Regions from separate parts of the Mus musculus genome. Here region 1 is linked to region 2. Evidence: chromatin contacts called from public Hi-C data. All regions are on one chromosome and are shown on one strand. Each heading gives the region's core, a stretch centred on a gene start, on an enhancer-like site or on the middle of the called end of the contact. The rest is flanking DNA. Distances are from core to core; before and after follow the strand shown. Region 1 has its middle 10 kb from the start of Gm30704. Region 2 has its middle 20 kb from the start of Gm46674.

The links. Hi-C and Micro-C count contacts between places; a contact is called where the count stands out from the background.
Region 1: a Hi-C map of uterus shows a contact between it and region 2, with 2.9 times the contacts expected there. The contact joins two enhancer-like sites. A contact is called at or near these places in 8 of 484 Hi-C or Micro-C datasets (the HL-1 cell line, the N1E-115 cell line, adipose-derived mesenchymal stem cells and 4 more).

The regions. Positions count from the first base shown.
Region 1 is chrX:99,320,917-99,327,973 of GRCm38.p6, forward strand. No RefSeq gene overlaps it. Among named protein-coding and RNA genes, the nearest start is that of Gm30704, 10 kb to the right of the region's middle. Within about 2 kb of position 5,470, at least 75 of the 459 cell types and tissues checked have an H3K27ac peak or open chromatin away from gene starts, as enhancers often do. A contact at or near this core is called in uterus, where this site is marked.
Region 2 is chrX:99,214,901-99,221,581 of GRCm38.p6, forward strand. No RefSeq gene overlaps it. Among named protein-coding and RNA genes, the nearest start is that of Gm46674, 20 kb to the left of the region's middle. Within about 2 kb of position 2,096, at least 145 of the 459 cell types and tissues checked have an H3K27ac peak or open chromatin away from gene starts, as enhancers often do. A contact at or near this core is called in uterus, where this site is marked.

The DNA of each region.
Region 1 (7,057 bases), core at 4,220-6,719, 110 kb after region 2:
AGCTACAGCGAGAGAGCGGAGCCAGAGTGAGAAGAAAAAGTCTGAAGACAGCTACTGTGTACTTACATATAATAAATAAATAAATCTTAAAAAAAAGACCATTACACTTTCTTATAGCAAGTATTACCCTAATCACCACACACAAACTCACTATTTTTATCATTACTGAGGCTATGAGAGGCTGTTACTATACGTAAGCATCTTTACAGGTGACGAAACTATCTCCAAAAGTTATTTGAACCACTGTAAGAACCAAGTGTTAGGACAGGGACCCAGTGGCTGAGGATGTCCTCAGGCAGAACAATTATGGGAGGGAACTGGGTCCTCTAGTGATCAGCTGCAATAAAAGCTGAGCTGATCAGGTCTCAGTGAGGTATGGGAGAAGCAATTGTCAGTCAGGAGACTAATCTACTCCGTTCTGGGCTGGAGATGATGGAGACCGTAGAGAGCTATCGGGACACAGTAGAGACAGCAAGCTGACACTTGGACCAAAATAGCAGACATAAGGAAAAATGTAGCGCTTACCGAGAAAATGGTGGTGCCATTTCTGATGCCAGAAGGGTGGAGAGGGGCACCTGGCAGCAGTCTAAAGGACCTGGAGGGCAGTCAGCGAACCTCTGGCTTTAGAGACCACAGAGAGCTCACAGGCCTCTGGGCAGTGTGTCCCATGCACTGAGATGACAAAAGAGGATGCTGGAAAGAATGTCAAGCCTTCAGTAACAGATTGATGGGTAGCACATGACACCATAGGCACAGGGAGCCCCGTTCAGGGCTGTTGAGCAGGACAGGGTGGTTGGTATTGTGCTTTGTGTTTGAGGAAAGTCGCTATGCTTGTATAGGAGGGGACAGGAGGCCAGAGAAGAGATAGTGGGGTAAGCAGGAGGTGACATTCGAGAGATAAGTTGTAGCCTTGAAGCAGGCTGATTCAGACCTCGCTGCCACTGAGTATGAGACCACCTGGGGTGGAGCCTTCCGTCTTAGATGGCTCTATTGTTCTGTCACCAGCCTCTGCTCTTCTCCAAGACACTGCTACCTGCTGAAAGGCCCTTGAGATATTCCAGAGACAGCATCCAGCAGATCACCTACAGGCTGGCAACAGGCACCAAGAATGGATTGGTGGGGGATGGGCCTCCCCCCCTTTATAAGCACAGACTCTTAGTAAACTTGGGGGCCTTGAACAGAAACATGTCTTGGCCTCCATTATTTCTCTTGCTATTTCCTTCCATACAGCTCCGACCTCTCACTCAGGAACTCAGTTAGTGTGGCCGCAGGCGGCTTACAATAAGTAATGGCAGAGATGGCAGCCACTGAGGAGCGGGAGTGGGCTAACCAGGCCTGGTAGCCCAAGCCTGCAATCTCAGATGCCCCAGAGGCTGATGGACAAAGAGTGCCCTGGGTTCCTGACCAGCTAGAATGCATAGTGAATTCCAGCTGAGCCTGCGCTATAAATGGGACCCTTCCTCTAAACCAGACACAAATAAGGTCTGCGGATGTAGTTTAGTAAATGCAGAGATTTGGGTATGATCCCCCCAATACTACAACAGAAATAAGTAAATACATACCAGAGTGAGATTAGGCAAGCCAGAGTCACAGTTATAGGAATGAGCCAGTCATGAGGAAGGGTAGGATGGCCTGTGGCTTCCTCCCTGCTTGTTTGCTTCCCTTGGGGGTCCTGGTCATAGGCCTTTTGTTTCAGGATAGAAAAAAAAAAAAAACACTTCCAAAGGCAGCCCCTCCTTCTTACCACAGGTTATAAATCTCCAAAGCCAGACACCAACACACACCTGTCACAGACCTGGGCTCCACAGCTGGGCCACTAGGGTAAGGGACTGGCGCTTCCCAATGGCGGGAGGGTTTCCAGGCTGTTTCCAAAGAAATTCCCAGCTGGTGAAACACCAGGAAGGAGGAGGAGAAGCACACGCATCCCTGAGCAGGGCCCAGAATTTCAGGGATGCAGACCCCAAAGAAGAGAGCTGGGGCCAGATGGAGGGAGGGGGCTCGCGAAAGGAGTGTGGGCTGCCTGGGGAGTCAGACAGGGAAGGAATGTATGGGGAGACAGGGGGATGGCTGAGCCAGGAAGAAGGAGTGGAAGCCTCCGGGAGCCAACTGTTTCAGGCCTGAAGCCTGTGCTAAGGAATATCCATCTGCAGGGACAAAGCTCACCCGAGTCACGGAAGATGTACAGGTGCCATTGGCTTTTAGACATTGGGTGGTAATGCGCAGCAGGCCCTTGTACACAAAGAGATGGCATCAAGCTGAAAAGACCCACCTGTGTCCAAACACATCCCAAGACTGTTGAGAAAGCAGGAAGCTCAGAGAGGGATAGCAACTGCTCGCAGGTGCACAGCAGTAGCAGAGTCTTTAACACCTGCGGTAGGCAGGGCTTTCTGGTTCAAAGCTCTTCGTCCTGAAGAGAAGACATGCCAGGAAAGACAAAGAAAGACCTTGAGAGTCATCTCTCCCTACTTGGAGAGGTCTTTTCTTCTCAGATTTGTAGGGGGCAGAGACTACTAAGGACTGGCTGCAACGGCAGTCATTTCCAGGCCAATTAGATTTGGGTGATTGTTGGTGGTACTGAACTAGAACTTGGCAGGAGATAGAAAGCCAAGGGATAATTCTTGGTAGGAAGAATGAAAATGGTTGGGGCCAGTGTAGAAGCTGTGGAAAGTGGCTAGGTGCCTGGCTGAAGTCTGCCTTGCAGCTAAAAATGCCGGTGACCTAGAGAATAAGAGGGAAGATGGTAGGGTGGTGTGGGGAGGGGAGGGCAAGATGTCTATTAGCCCCGGGAAGCAAGGCGATACGTTCAGAGGGCAGCCATGAGAAACCTTGGGAGACCCGGTCTCCAGGAAGCATGGTCTGGTTTGAAGTCCAGATTTCTGCCTGCAGATCCCCCTCCAGATTGGCCCACCACACTTGGGAAATCCCCCTTAGAGCACAAGTGTGCAAGAAGAGGTAAGCTTTGAGTTGGGTTGGATTGGCACTTGTGAAGGGTTCTGTCCTCTATGTCATTGACAGGGCCACAGACAAGGCTCAGTTCCCCCAGCCTCGCTCAGACTGTCAGCACATAGATAAGACCCTGGCACATACCGGGCATGTGTTCTCCCTCTTGTATACATGGAGGCTTCTCATAGTCCAGAAAACAAGCAATGGTCCTAGCTGCAGCTGTATGGCACCAGTGAGCCTCTGGAGCACTCTCATGTAGAAACCCAAGGGCTGGTCCTATGCCACGTTTCATCGGCCTCTTAACTGACCTGCTACCTGGGATGCCATATCTGCGATCCATGCCACACTGGCAGGGAGCAAAAGGCACTTGTGAATGGTCTCAAAAGCAGCTCCAGCTAGAGTCTCCCCTCCTGCCAATGGCTCCTGCCCACAGGTTGTGTTCTTGACTCCTGCACTAAGCTCTGTGATTTAGCCCATAATCACTGTCATGGCTACCCAGACCTTCATGAGACCCTCTCTATTTAGTCATGGATTGGACTCCAGGCCCAAGTCTTGAATTTTGTCACTGGCTGGAGAGGTGTCCCTTGCACATTCTCCCTTCTCTGCTTAAGTCCCCACTCTGGAATACCCCAATGCATCCAACAGGCCCGTGGCAGCTTGTTGACAGGGAAGAGAGCTGGTAAAGTTGGTATGTCCTCTTCTTTGGACCTGGTATACTCAGAGAAAGTAGTCCTGGGAGCTAAGAGCTGTTTCCTGCCATTGGCTCATGTGCAGAGTAGCAAAGCTTAGGCGAGATTTTTTGGGGGGGAGGAGGGGCTGGTCAGTAAGGGAGCAGAGAGGGAGGGAACAAGCCACAGAACCTCCTGCCAAGCAAAGAAAGGGCCTCTTCTAGCCCTGACACTGTATTTCCAAGCTGTCAACCCTAGCCCAAGGTTATACTCCTAGTTAGAAGCAACCACAAGGCTGGCCAGGCATCCTGCTTTGAAGACGTGGCTGGATTTTTTTTGGAAGAGATAACAATGTGGCCTTTGTCCTCCCTTCCTCCTCTCATTCTCTTCTCTTTGCTCACTTATTCTTTATGTGGTCATTTTCTGGCCCGCCTCCAAAGCAGAGCAGGGGTTGGAGGCCACCAAGCTAGACCAAAGAGATCGTTGGGACAAACCTGTCCCCTCTTATGAGCTGGTTCCCCAACTAGGGCTCGGGAGTAAGGCCTGGGCTTTAGATAGGGTGCCCCGTCTGCTCCTCCCTAGAGGAAGGGGAAATGCTGAACTACTTGCACATCCTGGGGAGCTGTGAGAGAAATGAAGTGGAGCTAGATGCCACCCTGTGCCCTTGGAGGGGCATATGCTCATAGGCAGGCAAGCAGCACACTGACTTCCAGGAGCCAGAAGTCAGTGGTGCTCTAGGTCACTAGGCAGACACAAGTTGAGCCAAGGGAATTTCAGTGGCAGCATCAACAAGTTGGGTTCTTCCCAGGGATTCTGAGCCTTAGAAAGTCTTCCAGAACCTGGGAACCCCATTCCATACTTTACCTAAGCTTCTAGCCAAATATTTCTGGGCTTACAAAGTCCTCTGAAGGTCATCTTAACCACCACTGCCACCTCCACCCCAGCCTCCAGGCTTGAGGACTTTCCCACGTGAGTGCCTGGGCTCCAGCGCCTTCTTGCTCCCGTGTTTGTTGCCCACCACAGAAGGAAGGGCGTTTCACAATGAGTGAGACAGCATGGCCTCTGGGGTCCAGGGCCCCTCTCCTGGCAAGGATTACTTGAGGCGCAGGCCTTTCAGGCTCTCTGGACTGGCCCTGCCTTTCTGGCAGCAAGCCTGCATCTCCATTTCTAAGAGAAGCCTTGCTGGCTGGCCTCAGGAGCAATCTGAGTCCTTGCCCAGGGCCTCTGAGAGCAGCGGAGTAAAGCACTCCCAATCAGCCTTTGGCCGCCTCGCTTCCTGCAGGTGGGAAAATCATCCTATTTATCCCCAAATGGATTTGTCTACTCAAACAACAAACAGACGCAGAGACACACATGGAGTCATGGACATATGTGGAAAAGACAAGCTGGAGATAGATACACATGCGGTCGCTCTCTTTCCCCTTCCCTTTCTGCCTTTCTCCATCCCCATGACTGTCTCCCTGTCTCTGTCCTCTCTCTCTCTCTCTCTCTCTCTCTCTCTCTCTCTCCACCACCCCCTCCCTTTTTCGGCTCATTCTCTTACCCTTTCCCAAGGCCCCCTCTTGCTTCCATTACAGCATTTATCAAAGTGGCCTGACCTCATGTTGTAAAAATATACAGCATGGAACAAAATCCACCTTAAACTCTCTTCTAAATATATTAAAATAATAGGAATTCTCATCTGCCTGATTGAATTTGCTGCTCAATATTAGAAGCATGCCAGGCCCTTCTGGATCCAGTCTAGAGCTGGGAGGGGCTGGGATTCCCTGCCTGACTCCTCTCTCGGAGCCAACACTGCCGCTTCCTTGATGGGCGGGGCCGGGGGAGGGAGTGGGAGCTGCGCTCCAGCCAAAAGACCTTGGGCAGCCACCTCCACCAGCAGCCAGCACAGCCCACTGAGCAAGTGCAGACAAGCTCCAGGCTCCTCTGGCCTGCAGCTGGGAGCCTCTGCCCTGGTCCTAGGGCCAGCAGAACTCACAACGGCCCTGTGCCTATTCCTAGGCGCTCTCTCCACACTCACTGTTCTGTCCCCAGGGATGAGAAGAAGCTGGTCTCTGTGGACTTGAGATTTGCAGTCAAAGTTTGAGGAAACCTTCGACAAATTTACTCCTTTGTTCATTCGTTCATTTAACCTGTATTATTAAACACCTTACTATGAGCCAGCACTAACCTAAGGACAGGGAATACAGAAAAAAGAAAGAAAAAAAAACCCTTCAAAACCTGCCTTCATGCAGTTGTTATTGTAGTGGAATAAGCAAAGCCCACTGCCAGCCAGCGACAGAAGGTGAGCACGGCCCTACGTCCTCTTTGCCCTCTAAACTTTCCACTCCTTATGAACAGCAATGGGGAGTCTTTACTCTACCATAGACTCTGCTTTTCAGAACTACCACCAAGGCCTTGAGCACGACTTGCTCAGGACACACATATAAAGCTACTGGCTCACTGGGGGCCATGGTATGTGAGCAGAGCAGGGCGGGGTGTCTACTGGGAGATTTCTACTCATTTAGGACCACAACTTGGAGGCTGGCTTTGTGAGCAGCAAGTTGTTTCCCAGTAGACATCATGTAGTATCAAAGGGCACTGGCTCGGTTAATAGCGGCCCCTGAGGTTACAAAAGGGAACCATTACTGGTTATAAGTGGGACAAGCCGGAGATGGTGGTACACTTCTAACGTCACCGTTTAGGACTAGAGAGTCCCTTCCTCAAAACAAACAACAAAACTTGCCATTGTGGTAAATGACTATCATTGCCCATTTTACAGATAAGGGAAACAAGGCACAGTCAGATTAGCTAATTGTCCCATCCTTCACTGAAGTCTGGCTGCAGTCAGTTGTCAGCCACAAAGCTGTTCTACCTCCGGATGGACTTCCCTGTTAGAGTTTTCTTAACTGCTTGCCTGGGCCCACAGCACTCGGCTGAGAGTACCAACTCAGCCTACTGCTCCTAAAATACTTCTCATCATTGTTCTAGAACTTACCTGGAATAGGTAAGAATAGTTAGTTGAAGAACAGAATAGTAGAATAGTTAGTTGCTCCTGGACTCTCTGGGTCTCTGGCCATACATATAACTGTAACTTTATTTTTTCAAAATCTATTTTTAATGATGGTTCTTAAACACTTTAACCTCCTTTATAGCCCACCACCCACCAGATGTCGTAGAAAAGAAAGGATACAGGGGAAGTGGACCTGTTTAGAAAGGTCCTTTGGTACAAGTCCTGTCTGTGTTGTCTGGAAATCGGCTGTTCAGTTCATAGGTCAGCAGCAGCAGCAGCAGCAGCTCGATCCACTCGCAAACCCTTCATGGACACACCAGCAGTCCAGTTTGGTAGAGCCACGATAGCAAACAGGAATCAGCAGTGGTGGCACCACCCAGCAGAGTCAGCCAGGCTTCAGCCAGCTAGACAGGAGTCAGCAGGAGGGGGCCACAGGAATGCAAGAAGTTCTTGG
Region 2 (6,681 bases), core at 846-3,345:
ATGGTGAGAGGGAAGGCTTTTCATATATGACACCATCAAGAGTGGAGTTCAGATGCATGTGTAGCACAGGCTAGACTAGATAGTAAAGAGGCTCAGAAACTTCTGGAATGGGAGCCCAGGCAGCTGACCTGGAGGGTCACTAACCCAGAGCCATGGAAGGAGGCACCGAAGTGGATGTGAAAAGGTGCGGTATAGCCTGCCTTTTCATAGCTAGTGACTGCGAGCAGAGCTTATCCTAGAGCCCTGGCCACTTGCTTCGTGGTCTAGCATGCTAACAACTCACAGTTTCTCCAGCTACCAGCAGCCCTGCCTGTTATCCAGCCAAGAACTGAGTGTCCATCCAAAGCTAGGCCCTGCTGCGGGTGGGGGAGGGGTTGCTGATAGGAATGTGACTGACGTGGTTAGGGCCTACCCTTCAGAGAGGCTCCAGGCCTAGCAGCCCTTTCTGGGCCTTGTCTCCTCCCCCACTTGGGCTTGAGCGGAGGGATGAGGTGAGGTACTTCCAAGCCAGCTGGATTGGGTAATTAAAATCTCTCTTCTACCCCTGCTGGATGACCTCCGAGGTTCGTTCCAGCCTTATGATTCTATGATTCCAGCTGGGGGTATCCAATTAACCCTTGTCATGCTTGGCTGGGCTTCGTGGGCTGTGGAGTGGGAAGGAGTTGGGACTGGGAGGTCTCAGGGAAGGCCCATAGCAAGATACTCTATTCCCTCCCTCCCTTCTCTGCCTTCCCACCATGTCAGGGTGGTGGCCCCGGAATTTCAGTTCCAGGATTAAAAGACACTTGTAGGCCAATGAGCGTTTGGGGCACTGCCTCTTTTAGTCCATGTAATAGTGAGTGACAGGCCATCATTGGATGTGATAGTGTAGAATCTATCGGTGCCATGTTGTCCAGGCCCAGGAAGGCCTGGAGAGTCTTTGTCTCTGTCTTTCTCTTTCTGTCTCTCTCTTCTTCCTTTTCTATTTTTATCTCTCTCTGTATGTCTTTCTCTGTGTCTCTGTCTCTCTCTATGGCTGTGTGTCTCTTGATGTCTCTTCTCTGTCCCCCCCTCCCCGTGTGTGAGTGTGTGTGTGTGTGTGTGTGTGTGTATACAGGATGCTGCCTCAGAAACAAAATGGAGGTGGCATTGGATCACCAAAAGAGAAAGGCCACCGTAAGTCTGGACATGTTGAACCATGTGTTCTCAGGGACCCGATGCCAGGGCAAGGCAGCCTCCTCCTGGTGGCTCTGGGAGGGCGTGACATTTGGATGAGGTTTGGACTCCAGTCAGAATGGTGATGGAGCTACACATGTGGCCATTGTCAGAGCCCACGTGGGCCTTAGAGACTGCCATAAACAGTCACCTTATGGACCACTTAAAACCTCCAAAGTGTTTGCTTTGGCTTGCACAGTGCCTACATGATGAAGAAATTAGCTCTCATCATTTAAAATTCAGGAGATTTTTACATAAACATTCAGATTTATAACTTCTAAAAAAACCCTGAAGATCTAGTAATCCCGTGCTCTCTTTTCACAGGCAACAGACAGCTGGAGCTGAGTGGCAGCTGTCCCCTGGGTAGGGGGTGCAGGGGGGGCGAGTGGGGGGCCGGACACATACTCTCGGCTTCTTGTGGTCCCACGTTCCTGAATTTACTCTTCCTGGGACAACTTGAGAAATGCAGGCCAGGAAGAAAGGAGGGCCCTTACCCAGGTCAGCCACCCACCTGGGTGAGGGCATTGTGAGGGCTGGAGCTAGGCGTTCTGTCCCCAAGCTCTGCCTCAGGCGCAAGCCCTTCTGCCATCACTGTCTCTCTCCGCTCTGCGGGCTTTGTCTGGCACCTCCGGTCATGGCCCTTGCGGAGCTGCGCGTTGGGCTCTGCGGGCACCCGCATTCTCAACAAGAAAGGGCCTCAAGGGTCCGGTGGTTGCAGCAGCGCGCCCAATGTTTCTTTCTATCGAGGGCCAGCGCTCCCTGCCGCCGCCCCGCAGCCAGCCGGGCCTCCGGGGTTGTGTGTCCATCGGTGTCGCCGCGGCGGGCCTCGGCCTTGGGCTGCGCAGCAGCGAGACGCTGGCGGGCGGCAGGGTAAACACGGCCCACAGCGGGGCGCGCGGAATTCTGCTGACGGCGCTCTCCTCGGGCCTGGGCGGGGCGGCGCAAGCCCGCGGCGGCGGCCCTAAGGCCAGGGTAGTGTCCCGTCCGTGCCCGAGACCCCCAGCCGACTGTGGCGCCTCCCCAGCCGCGAAAGACTCAGGGCGGGGCTGCTGGCGGCTGAGCTCTCTGCAGCGACCCCCTACCTCCGCCCGGGGGCCCTCGGACTCCCCGTGCATAGCTTCAGGTCCCTGTCTCCTTCTATGCCTAAAAGTTCAGGGCAGAGGCTGGGAGGGAGGGACACAGTCCATGGGAGGGAGGGACACAGCCCAGGAGTCCTGGAAACCAAGTGCTACATGGTCAGAACCCCTCTGCTCCCAGATAACACACCATCCCTAGCAAGTCTCCATTCTCCTGTCATCTAGTCTGAGCCTTTGTCCAGTTGTGGGGCAGAAGATTTCTCAGTGTAATTAAGGTTAGGATTCCTAGGGTGTGGTGGGTCAGAGAGGTACAGGGTTGTGTGGCATGATGTCCCTAGACACAGGGAGAAGGCATCCACTTGGGAGTGGATGATGTGGGCAGCAAGCTCAGAAAGGACATGATGGCTCCATTGGTAAAATGACTGGATTGGAGAAAAGCTGAAATGTCAGGAGAAGCTGTGGGTTCAAAAGTAGAAGAAGGCTTCCTTCCTACGGAAGAATCTGGGGGCAGAACTGTGGGACCGGCTTCTGAGTTAGGAGGACAGAGGGCTATTCATTCAAATGGAGATTCAAGGGAATCTTCCGAGCAGATGGCCCCTGGAAACAGATGTCCAGGGAACACCTCTCACCTGCTCCTAACGCATCCCAGCGAAACCAGGAAGTTAGGTTCACAAGCGACCCTTACTCCATTGCGCCTGGACTATAGGCTCATTGGCTCACTCAGCTTCACAAATGTGTGTTATAGTGCATTAGCCCCATACTATAGGACAGCAAGGGCATGCTAAAGATGTTTTAATGTCAAACACGGAGTGGCCAGTTTGAAGCCGAGGTCTGTTCGTTTTCATCGTAGTCTCGGAGAGAGTAGGTGTTATTTGGACATAGTGCTTGAGTTTCACTGGCCTGCAGCTGGTAATGGTGGCTTAAGGAAAGAGAGAGATCTTGGTCCCCCCAAGTCTATCAGGGCTTCACTATGGACTGCCACCTGTTGAGTGTTTTTGTGCCCCCCCCCCCAGCTGAGGGCAAGACCAGATGCTGGAGGGGGATGGTGAGGGTGGGAGGCGGAAGCTGAGGGAGGGGGCTGAAAGGGGGTGTCTCCAGGGTTTCACTGGGTTCCTGGGCTCCAGATGGTAGGTCTGGGGAGGGCTGGCCCAACATCTGAGAACTAGCTGGGGGCTGGGCCCCAGGAGCCCCACACTGCTGGGCAGCGCCTCTGCTTTGCCTCCGGTGTGCTGGGGTGTGAGGGAGCTGCTGCAGTGCAAACAAACAGAGCCTGCGAGGACAGGAAGCAATTAAGGACCACCCGGCCCAGGCTGCCGAGGAGGCAGGCAGAGGCCAGGCCAGCCAGTCACAGCGGCCAGCTAGGTGTGGCCTGGGGCAAGTCCAGGGAAGGCCATGGGAGGCTGACAAAAAAGCTGTAAGCTGTGGAGATTCTGGGAGAAAGCTCTTGCACTTAGAAGAGAAAGAGCAACTGTGTTGGGTCAGGGGTGAGGTGCAGGAAGCGGCAGCTTGTCAGAAGGCCTTAGTCCTGGACCTAACTGCTGGGTTTGTTCATAAGCTTTGCTTAAAGGTGTCCCTTCTGTTCTGTGGGTCTCAATTTGTTCATCCTCATAATAAGGTGCTTAGAAGAAACATCCTTCGAGAGCCCTTCCGGGCTTCACCATCCAAGACCTTGCGGCTATACTGGCTGTTGGTTGGATGTGGTACAGTTAAGAAGCAGCTTTGGAAAGTCTAAGACGTGAGTTCTTCCCTTAAGGACTAGTAGCCCACTCTAACAATACTGTGGCTTGATTATTGACATAGGTTGGGAAAAAAAATCGTGGGATTTTTTTGTGCTCTGTGAAGTCAACACATGGCTCTCCTCATGCCGAGGATGAGAAAAGTTACTAGAGTGGTAAGTGTCGGTGCTCCACTCGACCTGCTTAGCAAGCAGAGAAAGAGTGCCACAGGGATCAGACCCACTCTCGAGGCTGTGCTTGGAACCAACTCGACTTCGCTTCTACTGCAGATGAGGTTCCTCCAGGACTGTTGAGATTGTCCCCGATTGCCTAGGAAGATGGACTATTCCCACACAGGGTGTGCTTGGGGTATAGCCCTACTCCCCTCTTTCCCACTGTTTATCCGACTCCAGCAGAAAGGCAGCCACTCTTCAGTAGTTTCTGGAGGTGCTCCATCTTGTTAGCTGCCTGGATGCAGGCAGGCAGCAGCCCTTGACCCTTGTCATCTCTTCAGTCCCCAAAGGGTTAACTGGATGCCTGTTGTACTCCAGATACAGTGCTGTGCTTTCCCTGGCTTCCTCCCAGTCCTCCATACTTCTTTCATTCTGCGAGCAGGGAAAGCCCCCTCTTATTCTGATCCCTTGTCTTTCAAGGCCCCAACTCAGGGCTGCAGGGACCTTGGGAGCCTGTGCTTAACCTGTCCCAATCAAAGGACTCTATCCAGGAATAGCCTGGCTCCAGTCAGCCCTTCTTTTGGCTTCTGGAACCACCAAGGCCTGGATCAAGCCTCTCCGAGCACCCTCCTCCTTCCAGTTCTGGCATGCACTAAACTGACTTGCCTGGAGCTAGGCCCAGACCTGAGCAAACTCTTTGGCTTCCTGGTCTCACATATTCTTCTTGTACCACTGAGCCCACAGCTCCTAGGTACTTTGCAAACCCTTGTTTACTGCACACCCCCATGCAGCTAGGTGGAGCCTATCATTATGGCCTTAATGTCCATTCTCCAGATAAGGAAACAAAGAGGTAGCCGCATGGCCTGTGGTGACCGGTTGCCCCAGTCCATACACCTGGTGTGTGCAGAGACTGGAGCAAAGCCTATGTGCCTGGCCATGTTTGTTACTCCTGCTGACAGAGGAAGGTAGTGACGGTGTGCCAGTCTTAAGAAATATAGCCTTGGCAGTGGTACAGAAGAAGTCATTGGGGGTACTTAGCTTAGGAGGACTGTAGTCTATTTGTCCAGGACAGTAACCCACCTGGCAGGAAGTTGGTAGAAGGAAGGACCTCAGAGGGACAGAGAAATAGGATCTCCAGTAGGAAGCCTGGGATAGCCTGACTTAAGAACTGTGCAAAGACAGGATGACATGGGACATCTCGAGATGTCAGCCAGGCTGCAAGTTTCCCCTGGTGCTGCCTTACGGGATGGGGGGAGGGGCATGAGCCTTGGAAAGGGGTCCTCTGCTACCCTGCCTGCCCAGGGAGTAGATACCTTCCCAACTAGCACCCCACATCTCCTGAGGCTACCTTGGATTGGAGGACTGCCTGGGAGAAGGAAGGGTTCTGCTGACCCCCCCACCCCCACCTCATCAGGGACATGGAAAATGTGGGGGCCCCTACATGAGGTGGGGGTCAAAGGCCTGACAGCACGGGGTTTCCAATGGCTCTGCTGGAAATGGAGAGGGCCCAAGAAGAAATAGAGTCTTGCTATAGACACTTAGGGATTATGTGATGTTCCCTACAAGGGACATAGTTTAAAGCAAGAGAAATAATCTGAAAAGGACCAAAGGCCTCACATTGGTGGGGGAGTGAATCTCAGTTGAGACCCCGAGGACCCTTTGCCCCTGTGCCCTGTGAACAAGGCTAAGGAGGCCTGCTTCTGACTGACTGTTCCCAGGCTCATAGCCTTAGCTGGCCAATCCCTGGGCAGGAGGTGGTCAAACTCAGCTGCCCCAGGCTCCTCAATGCTGCCCTTATCCCATCAGCCCCCTGGGGCCAGGCTGAGCCCATACAAAAGAGAGCGTTCCTTGTGGGCCTTTGCGGGGGCCCTGGGAATCGGTGACAAGCTGAATGGGATAATAAGTTAATTAAAGCTGTCTCATATGTGAGGGATCCCAGGGCAGAGGAAAAAGGCCTGGTCGGGCAGCCACACGGGCACCTCAACTCCTGAGCCACAGTCTCTCTGAAGAAACTTAGACAAGTGTCTCTCTTTCATAGGCCTCAGTTTCCCCATCTATACAAGAAGGGGACTAGCAGCAGAAATAGTCTCTCAGGGCCATGCCAGCACTAACGTTCCAGGAGTCTCTAATTAAAACTGTCCCCTGTGTATTAATCTTCTTGTCAAGTTTTAATTAATGGCTGATGGAGCTGGAGCAGACACCAGCTGCCACTCCCCTGCTGGGAGGCAGGGGACACCCACAGGATGCTTGACCTGATAATCACTGCTAAGTGGCCTCTAGCTCCACATGGCCTCTCTCCACCCAGGCCTCCTCTGTGGCTCTTCCACTAGACTGCTGCCTAAAGCTTGAGGATCACTTGGGACTATATCATGGTGGCAGAAGGACGAGCAGTCTTCAGCTCAGCGCTGCTAGCCACTAATGCTGTGATCTTGGTGTCCAGCCATACCTGCCTGAGCTCTGGTTCCCTCCCCTTAGTCAAATGGGAATAGCTTTGGTCTGAAGTAACAAAAAAATCTATTTAAC